Linked DNA regions of Mus musculus: region 1 is linked to region 2. Evidence: chromatin contacts called from public Hi-C data. All regions are on one chromosome and are shown on one strand. Each heading gives the region's core, a stretch centred on a gene start, on an enhancer-like site or on the middle of the called end of the contact. The rest is flanking DNA. Distances are from core to core; before and after follow the strand shown. Region 1 holds the start of Ksr1 (kinase suppressor of ras 1). Region 2 holds the start of Phf12 (PHD finger protein 12).

What was found. Hi-C and Micro-C count contacts between places; a contact is called where the count stands out from the background.
Region 1: a contact with region 2 is called in a Hi-C map of CD8 T cells, with 5 times the contacts expected there. The contact joins the promoter of Ksr1 here to the promoter of Phf12 in region 2. A contact is called at or near these places in 1 of 39 promoter capture datasets (pre-B cells) and 1 of 484 Hi-C or Micro-C datasets (CD8 T cells).

Annotation. Positions count from the first base shown.
Region 1 is chr11:79,144,139-79,149,557 of GRCm38.p6, forward strand. It overlaps Ksr1 (kinase suppressor of ras 1), which reads right to left and starts at 2,335. Exons shown (of 19, transcript NM_013571.3): 1 at 1,917-2,335. The coding sequence starts at 2,141.
Region 2 is chr11:77,978,442-77,984,270 of GRCm38.p6, forward strand. Phf12 (PHD finger protein 12) reads left to right here and starts at 4,375. Exons shown (of 15, transcript NM_174852.3): 1 at 4,375-4,936; 2 at 5,575-5,756. The coding sequence starts at 4,871. It overlaps Sez6 (seizure related gene 6), which reads left to right. Exons shown (of 17, transcript NM_021286.4): 17 at 1-611.

The DNA of each region.
Region 1 (5,419 bases), core at 1,085-3,584, 1.2 Mb after region 2:
GAACCAGCTCCAAGGTCAAACTCCCATCCAAAATGGCATCCAAAGTCCTGTCTTTTCAGGGACCAGAAGGATCTTTCAAATGCATTGCAAAGAACAGGGCATGTGTCTTGTTCACACTGCAAATGGCCCTTGGGCCTTCAGAAGCCACAAGAGATGACCTCAAAATGCACCCAGTAGGGAGGCTACTGCCTAACCAGCTCAGAGGCCTGAACAGCTGGAGACTCTGGGGTATCTGATGTCACAACTTTGTCAAGATGTGCAATCTCAGAGGACAAAGAGAATTTGCAGAGAATAAAGAATAAGCCATTCTACATACAACCAGGGACCCAGGAGCACCTCAAAGGGACCTGGGGAGGAACTACAAAGGCCAACCCAGAACATTCAACAGCCCAACAACATAGCAACTCAACAGATATACATGGCAGGACAACGAGCCCAGAACTATGACACACAGGCCTCCTATTGTATCAGCCTAAAAAGTGAACTTTGCTGGACACACACACTCAGCTGTGTTCAAGAAATCCACATGCAGAGACTCCCAGTGCAGGGTTTTGTTGGTTTGTTTTTAAGGCAAACCCCAGGTCAGTCCTGCTATAGCAACTGTAACAAAAAAACAATAATAATAGCCAGCACTGTTTGGAGTCTCCCAATGTCCCTGGCTTCATGGCTTTTATGAAAATACAACTAAGGGAGAGTCACCCTGAGCATTTTGGATCAAACAAGGATTCAGGCTTGTGGTGCGAGAGGAGGGAGGGCTGGTCTTGTAATAATTACAGCAATCATCAGCTGGCTCTAGGACAGCTGGCAGATGCAATTAGCAATTGTGTGTGTGTGTGTGTGTGTGTGTGTGTGAGAGAGAGAGAGAGAGAGAGAGAGAGAGAGAGAGGAGAGAGAAAGGGTATTATGTATCTAACAAGACATCCTCAGACCTACAGAAACCAAATGTGGCAATGCCAGGGAAAGGCCCTTCTTAGGGAAAGAGTTACTAAATAACCCCTTCACTTTCAAAGGTCTTCCAGTCTCTGGGCAAAAGCAAGTTGGGAAGGCACTAGTTTCCCCCCCAATGTGTAAGGGGGTGGGGGAGCGTCCCCTTCTGAAATGCCAACCACCTTTCTGGCTGGTTCTTCCAAATCGTTTTAATGCTGCACTTCCCAACTGTATAATTTGAGAGAAGAGAGCTCACACATCTTGTTTCCTCATTGCACTCCAGGTTATCTCTGTCAGCAACCCCCTTAAGTAGCCTGTTCTTACCAAAGGTTCCCTTCCCCAGTATAATCCTTCCTAGGCCAAAGCTCAGTGTTTGGGGTGGAGTAGGGAAGTCAAAGGGTAATTTCATTTTAAGCAGTGAACCGCTGTGACATCTCCAAAGACAAGCACCCCAACGCCTGAACAGCAAAAATGCTGTTTCAGCAAACACTTTTTGAAAAGCGGCAGAGACCTGGTGGAAAGGAAAGAAACGGACAACAAGGAGAGTGGGGAGTGAGGGGAAAGTCAGTGCCACCGATCGATCGACGCTCACACTTCAAGGGACGTCCCCCACATCGCCCCAGCCCACGCTACCGGACTTAAAGCACACGGAGAAAAGACCGGCGCGTGATTCAGTGGGACAATGACTACTGTGGGCACTGGAAATAGGGTGAAGGCGGAAAGGGGTTTGCAGTGGGGTGCCCTGTGCATCCTACTCGGCACGCTGGTCTTCGAGACTCGATCCAGTTCCACGCTAACACCCCCCTCCCCTAAATTCTTCCAAAGTGAGAGCTGGTCGTAGGTCCTCACGCTGCCGCATCAGAGAGCTCGGGAAAGGGAGGAAGACTCCAGCCAGCAACCCCGCTGCAGGATGCAACTCGGGAAGGAAAGCAGTGGGGCGGCTCCCGGGCCACCGCCGGGTCCGGACGTGGGGCGCAACGGCCCCTTACCTCTAGGGTCCGGATCTCCTGCTGTGTGAGGTCGTTAGACACTGAGCACTTGGTGCGCAGCCCGCGCAGACTGCCGATGGAGATATCGATGAGCTTCTGCAGCTGGCCGCACTGCTGCAGCGCCCGGCTGACGGCGGCCCCTGCGCCCCCGTCCGCCGCGGCGCCCCCGCCGCCGCCCTCCTTTTTCTCGCCCATCGCTGCCGCGCGCAACGCCGCTCTATCCATGCCTCGGCATCGGGGCCGCTGGGGGCCGAGGCGAGGAGCCCGGGGACACGGGCGCCTCGGCAGGAAAGCCCCGAGCCAGGAAGGCTGCACTAGGAGCGCCCCTTGGCGCCGCCTAAGCCTGCAGTCCCGAAAGCCTGCTGCCCAGTCCGCTCCTCCTCCCGCCCAGACGCGGCGGCAAAGCGAAAGCCTCCACTACCCGACGGCTGTGGTTGTTGGAGCCTTTAAGCGACAGCGGGGGCCGGATCGGGGCCGCGACGCATTCTGGGACTTGTAGTCCGCGCATCGCATCTGCTTTCTGGCCCGCGCCCTCGGGGCCCCGCCCGCACTTCGGCCCCGCCTGACGTCTAGAAGGGGCTGCTCTGCGCCTGCTCCAATTCGTGCGCGTCGTGGTCTAGGGAGTTTGATTCCTTTACCCCCATCTCCCACTACTACACCCTTCTCACACACGCAAGCGCACACACATCAGTAGCTTTCCGAGACTGGCGAATGGGGTGGGGAAGGGGCTGATGGCTCAGACCCAGATAACCCCTGTCTTGTAGGATATTGAGGGTCCTAAAATTTTTGTATGAGTTTAGGGGTTACCATGTATGGGAATGCGCTAAAAGTGTAGCTCAGCGGCAGAACATTTGCCAGGCAAACACAAAGCCCTAGGTTTGATTCCCCAACACTATCAAAAGAAAAGAAAAAGAAACACCCACCTTCATCAAAATCTCACAACACCCGACGAGGCTGTGTTTGTGTTCACATAGAGCTTGACCCTGAATTGTCACACCAAAGTTACTGTGCAGGCAAGGAGAAAGGACTTTCTTCTGTGTTCTATTTACTCAACAAAATAAATTTAGTGCCCCCCATACCCTGTAGATGCCACATGGGCAAAATATTAATTTGTTGAACAGTTCTAAGAGTTTCGAGCCAGAGAGAACCTGGGTCTACCCAGTATGTGAACTTGGACAAATAGCTTTCCTCTGAGTGCCCAAGTTTCCCCTTCACATCAAATAGGGTAGTCATAGCCATCTAGTCTAGAGGGTTTCTTTAAAAAAGTTATGTTTCTAACAGCACCCATATTAACTGCTGGCATGTGCGATCAAGTATACATGCTAGCTCCTTTCTAACTTCACACTATCTAGATGAGACCCTGAGCCTCAGCAGTCAGTGGTCTTAGCAGTGGTGTTTCCCAGTCTGCCCTAATTTAAGCTTTACCACACCTGCTCATTCTCCTCTCCCATCAGTCCACCTCACATGTTCTAGCAATAAAAATGAAGTGAAAATGAGCCAGGTGGCAGTGGCACTCTGGAAGCAGAGGCAGGAGAATCTCTGTGAGTTCCAGGCCAGCCTGGTCTACAGAGCAAGTTCCAAGACAGCCAGGGCTACACAGAGAAACCCTGTCTCGAAAAAAGAAGTAAAAACTGAAGTCAAGTGTACACACTTTTAATCCCAGCACTCCAGAGGCAGAGGCAGGAGGATCTCTGTGAGTTCAAGACCAATCTGGTCAAATAGTGAATTCAAGACCAGCTTGGGCTACATATATAGTGAGGTCTTGCCTCAAAAACAGTGTTGGGTTAGACAGATAGCTCAGCAGTTAGGAGCGCTCGCTCCTGCAAAGGATGAGGAGTTCTGTGCCCTGCATCCGTGTGATGGATCACAGCCATTTGTAACTCCAGTTCTAGGGATTCTGATGCCTTCTAACCTCTGTGAGCACCAAGTAGTCACATGGCTACACATACATGCATGCAGGCAAAACACTCAGACCCATAAAACAAAATTAATCGAACAGAGCTAAACAAAAAGAATTACTGGGGCTGGCGAGATGGCTCAGTGGTTAAGAGCTCCGACTGCTCTTCCGAAGGTCCCGAGTTCAAATCCCAGCAACCACATGGTGGCTCACAACCATCCGTAATGAAATCTGATGCCCTCTTCTGGGGTTTCTGAAGACAGCTACAGTGTACTTACATATAATAAGTAAATAAATAAATCTTTAAAAAAAAAAAAAAAAAAGAATTACTGATACAGGTAGGTGTGGGAGCTCACATTAATCCCAGCACTTTACAGGCTGAGGCAGGAGAATTCTTTACTTGAGACCGACCTAACCTATCTAGTGGGACCCTGTCTCAAAGGATTATGAAGATACAACAATCCCCACTCTGTGAACAAGACCCCTCTGGTGTACTTACATGTTCCCAGCCCTTTCTGTTACCACAGCCCCACTCCAGACCCTGTATACGAGAAGCAACTACCTTGAAATAAAACTGCAATGGTGGTTTTCAAGCTTGAACAGTGTCACAGTCAAGGGGAGGGCTCCTTCATCCTAGAATGAGAGACCCAAAGCCTGTAGTTTCCTGATCCATAAATCCAAGCCTGGGTCTTGAGATTTGCATCTCTAGCAAGTTCTTAGGGGGTACTGATGCTGCAACTGTAGACAGCATGCTTTGAGAAGCCACAGTGCAGAAGGTCCGTGGACTTCTCAATCTCTCTCCACCTTGTTGTTTTGAGGCAGGGTCTCTCACTGAACCTGGAGGTTGTCAGTTCTGCTCGACTAGTTGGCTAAGAAGCCCCAGGAATCACAGACATGTCTTGCTGGCCCACCTTTGACATGGGTGTTAGAGCATCAAATTTAGGTCCTTAGGCTTGCATGGCAAGCACTTTACTAACTGAGACACCTCTCAAGCTCTTGGGACCATATTCTGGCCCCAAATCCTGGCACAGACCCCTTGTTGGCCTGCGGCCTGTGGCACTCATGTCTATCCATGCCACCATGGTGGCAGCAGAAGAGCTGGAAGCTAAACAAACGCCAATCTCTTGGCTGCTCTCTTTGGGCAGCTGACAACGTGTGTTATAGGCATACATTCACACAGACACACACAAACATATGTAAAAATAAAAATAAATCTAAACTGAACACACACACACACCAACAGTAAATTCAGAGAGTGTTGGGTGCTATAAAGGAAGAAAAAGAAGTGTCCAAAGAAGGTCTCTGATCACAGAAATGAGGTTGGCCAGTTTTGTTTTGTTTTGTTTTGTTTTTGGAGCACTCACTATATAGCCTAGGGTGTGACCTTGATCTCCTGATCCTCCTGCCTCTGCCTCCCAAGCGAGAGGATGACACAAGTGTGTGCACCACACTGGGCTGAGCAGAGATCTGAATGAGAAAATGAAGCCACCTATGCACGCGGTTCCCCAGGAAAGGGCCATTCCAAGCAGGGGCCATGTGCAAAGGCCTAGAGGCAGGAACTTGACATACTGCAGGAAGAGAAGGAAGACTCACATCGCCACAGTGT
Region 2 (5,829 bases), core at 3,125-5,624:
GCCCCTCACAGGGCCAGCTACCAGAGGCCAAAATTGTTCTCAACTGTGACCTCTTGGTAGTCCTGGCGTGCCAACACCAGCCCCTCAGGGAGGTTTCTAGTCCCTCTCTAAAGGCTCAGAATTGGACAGTTAAGCCTTCTGCCCTGTCCTGGGAGGTGATGATTTAAGAATCCTAAAAGGTTCAGGGACTCTATTCCAAGCTCAGGCTGGGCCCCACTGGATGGATACTCACGCTCCACACCAAAGCAGGACACCCTACGGCTCTCCGGCATCCCTCTACTCTGAGGAGGGAGAGCCCTTCCTTGAAGTTTATCTGGCTGTTACAAATGTCTCCTTCCCCACCAGTCCCTCCTCTGAGCCACTTACCATGTTCCCCCTTCCTGCCACTGTGTTATGGCATGCCAGGAGAGGGCAGCTACATTCTGGAGAGGAGCAGATGTCCAAGGACCCAGGAATGTGGCAGAAGTCAAGAACCCCCAGGAGCAATCTCAGTCCGGACCGAGGCCACTTTGTACATATGATGTATTATATGGGGTCTGGGCTCCAGCCAGAGAACAATCTTTTATTTCTGTTGTTTCCTTATTAAAATGGTGTTTTGGAAAAAAAATCAAGCAGTGTGAATGGTGGTTTCTCGGAGGGAAGGGAGGTGGAAGATGAATGTGACGTGGACCGGCATGCTGAGACCCTCTGGACGCACCAATCAACCATGCCCGGATTTTATGACAGAAAAGATGTCATCTGTAGTTAAATGGGTAACACTGCCTCCAAAGACGTTAGTGTTACAGATGGCAGGTGAAATGAGAGGTCCCAGCGGCTAACGCTGTAGGGATGTGTGAGCTCAGTAACCCCAATGCCTCATTTCCTCCTCTTTGCCAGGGCTAGGGCCACATGCTGGCCCAGCCCCAAATCCCTCTTAGAACCACTAGATCGCTGACAAAACCCAAGGTTGGAAGCACTGTTCCGTCCACTTTTTCCTGTTAAGCGAAGCTTGAGAGATTGGAATCAGAATCATAGACTGAACCCTTGTACATAAGGCCTAGCTTGCCTTGACCTCAGAAAACATGGAGATTGTAAGCAGGAAGGATGGGCAGCTCAGAGGCCCCTGAGACAGGCAAGAGCCCTGCCCATGGGCTCTTTAAAGTGACTGCTGAAACATACATACAAGTAACATTATAAAGACTCAGCAGAGCCAGGCGTGGTGGCGCACACCTTTGATTCCAGCACTCAAGAGGCAGAGGCAGGCAGATTTCTGAGTTCAAGGCCAGCCTGGTCTACAAAGTGAGTTCCAGGACAGCCAGGGCTACACAGAGAAACCCTGTCTCGAAAAAAAAAAGACTCAGCAGGTTGTACTTGTGTATTTAGAAATGTGTATATACATATAAATATTCACATATGTATGTAACAATTTTAAAAGATGTCATGAACTTGAAAAGGAGCAGGAAAGGATATATGGGGGGAGTTGAAAGGAGAAAAAGGAAGGGAAATGATTTAATTATGTTATAATTAAAAAATAATAATTAAAAAAATTGAAAAAAAATAAAATAAACTGCATGGTGGTGGCACATACCCTTAATTCCAGCACTCGGGAGGCAGAGGTAGACAGGTTTCTGAGTTTGAGGACAGCCAGGGCTACATAGAGAAACCATATCTCAAAAAAGCCATAAAATACAAATAAAGGAAAAAAATTTAAAGTCATGACTGGCCAGGATGCACTTAAATTTGCCCCTTCCCTATGTCCCCTAAAGCCTTCTGAGATGAATGTATCTTCCCAGGAGTCAGACAACAGAAAATTACGGCACTCGGAAGCTGTAAGACAAAAATCCCTGAAAGGAAGACTAGCATCCACTAGCATCTTCTGCTTCTACAGTCTTCAGCGGAAAGATGTGGACCAGAAATTCCTCCTAGCCTCTATCCCAAGTCAAGGCGTTCCAATTCGTTCATAGTGCAATGCCTAGATGGACCACAAGAGGTCGATTCCAGAAGCATTTCCATCCCAGCAGCTCTCTTTCTTGAAGTCCCCTTTCACACCCTGAGCTGGAGCTCTCCAAGGTGGCACCAAGTCCTGTCCCAACTAGGCTGACCTCCTCCTCAGGCTCCAAGAGAAAAGTGTGTGGAGTGATTTGTTCCTCTGTCAACAGAGCCAATCTCATTTTCCTCACTATCCCACTGCCCGCTCCTGTTTTCAGCTGCAATGGATGTGTTGACCAAAGCACAAAGCCTCACTCATGGGGCGTGTGCCAGTGGCTTACTTCTCTGTCCAGTAATACCTCCAGGCTGACATAGCAGCACAGCTGTGCTATGGTAGTAGGAAGGAAGCCAGTAAAAGAGGGCATATGAGGTTCCAGCTTCTGAGGTTATGTAGCAGGAAGGAGGCATAAAGCCTGGCTTCTTCCCTTCAAGGAGCCTAGCTCAGCTCTCTCCTCTGAGAGTCACACCGCAGTTCTTTCCTATAGCTGCTAGTCTATTGTTGGCCATAGCAACGGAAGAGCAGCCAGTTTGCATGCATTCTTCACTTCCCCATAACGTTATTCTTTCTAGGCACTAATACAGGGCCGAGAGAGAGAGAGAGAGAGAGAGAGAGAGAGAGAGAGAGAGAGGCAGAGAGACAAAGAGAGAGAGAGCACTAAAACTTCACAAAGCACTAAAACTTCACACAGATATTTATATCCCCTTTGACTTACAGTCCTGACTGTCCTAAAAGAAGGAGCAATAGTTTCTCAGAGACAGTAAACACGGTGTAGGGGACAAAGTCTGACCTGTGAATCAAGAAATGTTTCCTTTTTAGGTTTGCTATAAACTCAATATGCGTCTAAGCAAACCACTCTCCACTCTGTACCTGGAAATGAAGAATTTAAATCAAATAGTCTCTAAGTCCCTCCCAGGTTTACGGGTCTGAGAATAATGTGTGTAGTAACATAAAAATGAGTTTAGGAGATTCCAGGCGTAGTAGCACACGTCGATCCCAGAAATGGGACCGGAGGCAGAAGCAGTCGGATTTCTGTGAGTTCATGACCTATCTAGTCTACATAACAAGTTCTAGGGCTGCGGAGTAAGACTGTCTTAACAGAACGAACAAACGAAAGAAAGAAACGGCAGGACATAGCTGCATGTCACCAGTGTTAATTAATGCCTAGTGGGGTTCATTCATTCGCAATTAGGCAGAGTATCTGTCCATATTGGAAAGTGATAACAAGGGCATAACAGCGCACACCCAAAGAGAGGTATGTCTCTCTGCTCAGAATGCGAGGTGAGGGGCTCAAACTACAAACCCCAGTGTGCAATACGGCAGCTCTCAAAAGTATCCTTTCCCGGCAGGCTTTTCTTCGTGTACATCCTATGGTCCAGTGCAGCGCCTGAAGGCTGAACTACAACTCCCACAATCCATCAGATCCATCGCGAGTCTAACTACCAGAGTGCAAAGCGGTCCCGTTCACCCTTTGAACTCTGCGCGTTGCAAGATGGGGATTGAAGTCAGCTGTAGGCAGGTAGCTGGGCGTTGTCAGGATTACGGACTGTTTGGGCTTTTGACTTCCTCTTTCGGAGTAGTTCACAGGGACAGTGGTTAAGAGAGGGTAAGAACAGCTTGAAATATCTTGGGTTCCATCGGGACCCAAGGCAGCAATGCTCGTGCTAAAATTAGGTGCTGAGAGTGGAAATGAAGTGGAAAGAGCAGTCATCCGATCTGCCACCAAAAGCGTCTTTTTTTTTTTTTTTTTTTGTCGCAATGCTTTTTTTTTCCCTCTTTACCAATATGGCGGCCTAGTCCAGACACACCTGACACTGGAGACAAACAGTCCACTACACCATCCATATGGGTACTGCTGCAGCCGAAAGCTACCAGCTCCATACAGCATCCCACGCTCCTCCTTGGTCGTGACTGAGGACTCCAAGGGCATGGTAGCCCCAAATCTCATTACCAAAATGGCGAAAGGAGAAGCTTTTTTTTTTTTTTTTTTTTTTTGTGCAGGCCTCCAGGTACAACGCGCCTGCGCGTGAGGCGGCTGTGTGAGGGGACGGGAGGGTGGCGACCCAACACGCCTGCGCGGGACCAGAGCCCGTGGTCCGCACACAAACACCAATGGGTGATGCGTCTTCCAGTTCCTGCGGCTGCGCCGTGACCCCTACGCGCTTTCCCAGGCGCCTAAGCGAGGCCTCAGGTTCCGCCCTCCAATCGCAGTACGCCGGCGCACGGCGGAGAGGCGGGGCTTCTGGGCTCCGGGCGAATGCCAGCGCGGCTGCGCGCCGGGGGGTACCCCATCACCGCGGCTGCGCGGGAGCCAGGCCGCCGGCTGTCACTGCGGTTGCGCGCGGCGAGCGGCGATCCCGGGGCGCCTGCGCGGGTGGCTTTGCGGGCGCTCGCGGTAAGTTTGCGCCAAGTGCGCGGCAGCCGGGACGCAGACGGCAGCGGCGGCGAGAGGCGGAGCCCGGGGACCACCCCCCATCATCCTCCCCAGAGTCACCTCACGAACCACAACCTCACCTAACCTCTCACCCCCCCCTCCGGTCCCCCAAGCCCGGGATGGCAGCGCCCGCTAGCCTTCCCGGCCGGACCAGCGGTCGCCAGCGCCAGCTTTAGCCTGTGGGCCTAGGCCCCCGCCGAGGCCTGACCCCCGGAGCCGGGATCCACTGTGCAGCCAGCCGCTGGGCCGGGGCTGAGGGGTTGCTCCCCTCTCGCGGCCCGTGGGGAGGACGCTGCCGTCCCAGGGACTGGGGGCCGGGGGGTGGGGGGGAGCCAGGGCGAGGAAGTCGGAACCTGTGTTGGGAAGAGAGAAGGGGACCGGGGGTCAGAGGTGCCCCCTTCCCCTCCTCCCCCCTCCCCCCGGGGCTGGGGGGGCCGGAGCAGAGAGCGCCCAGCCCGAGAGGTGGATGAATGTGGGAGAAAATGGAGACCAAGACGATCGTGTACGACTTGGACACGTCGGGGGGGCTGATGGAGGTAAGAGTGGCCCTCATCCTTTTCCCCCCAGTGCCAGGAGGGTACCTCCGCCCCACAAAGCCGGCCCTAAGCTCGAAGCGCCAGAGGGCCGGGAAAAGGGGGGGTTGTTCTTCCTCACCCAGTCTCTTCCTCCCCTCTTTGCAATTTGGGGGACTGAGCTTAGCTTCCGAGGACGTCTGCAGCAGTTTCACCTACCAGCCGCCCTCGATTCGCTCCCTGAGGCTTCAGCCCACTCCATTTCATTGCACCGGCAGGCCTCCCCACCCCCTTCTTGTCGGCCCCTTTGTGCTTCCCCCTGCACGTCCGGGTACCAAGCTTCGGGCCTCTCCCGAGCCGGGCTTTGGAGTCCCCCACTGTCCATACAAGGAAGTGGCAAGAAGAGAACCGCGCACCCTCTCCCCATCCCCCTACCCTGGTCCTCCCCATTTGGAAGGAGCTTTTCTTGTTGTGCTGCAGGAACGCAGTTAGGGTGGGCTCCCCTTGATTCCGGGGACCGAGAGGTTCTGGAAGCAGCCTGGATGGGAGGAAGAAGGACAAAAGGGGGAAGAGGGGTGGGTGACGGAGAAGCGGCGCCGGTGGGACTACGGGCTACCCGGGAGCTCCGAATGTGCACACATGCCGTCTGTATGTGTGTGCAGCAAATCCAAGCTCTGCTGGCTCCCCCCAAGACGGACGAGGCAGAAAAGCGGAGTCGGAAGCCCGAGAAGGAGTCCCGGAGAAGCGGCAGGGCCACCAACCACGACAGCTGCGATAGCTGCAAGGAAGGTGGGGATCTCTTGTGCTGCGATCACTGCCCTGCCGCCTTCCACCTCCAGTGCTGGTAAGGGCTGGGGACCCCTTTGGAGCCCCTTGGCAGACCCTACTCAGCACATTCCTTCACCAGGCCTGTAGAA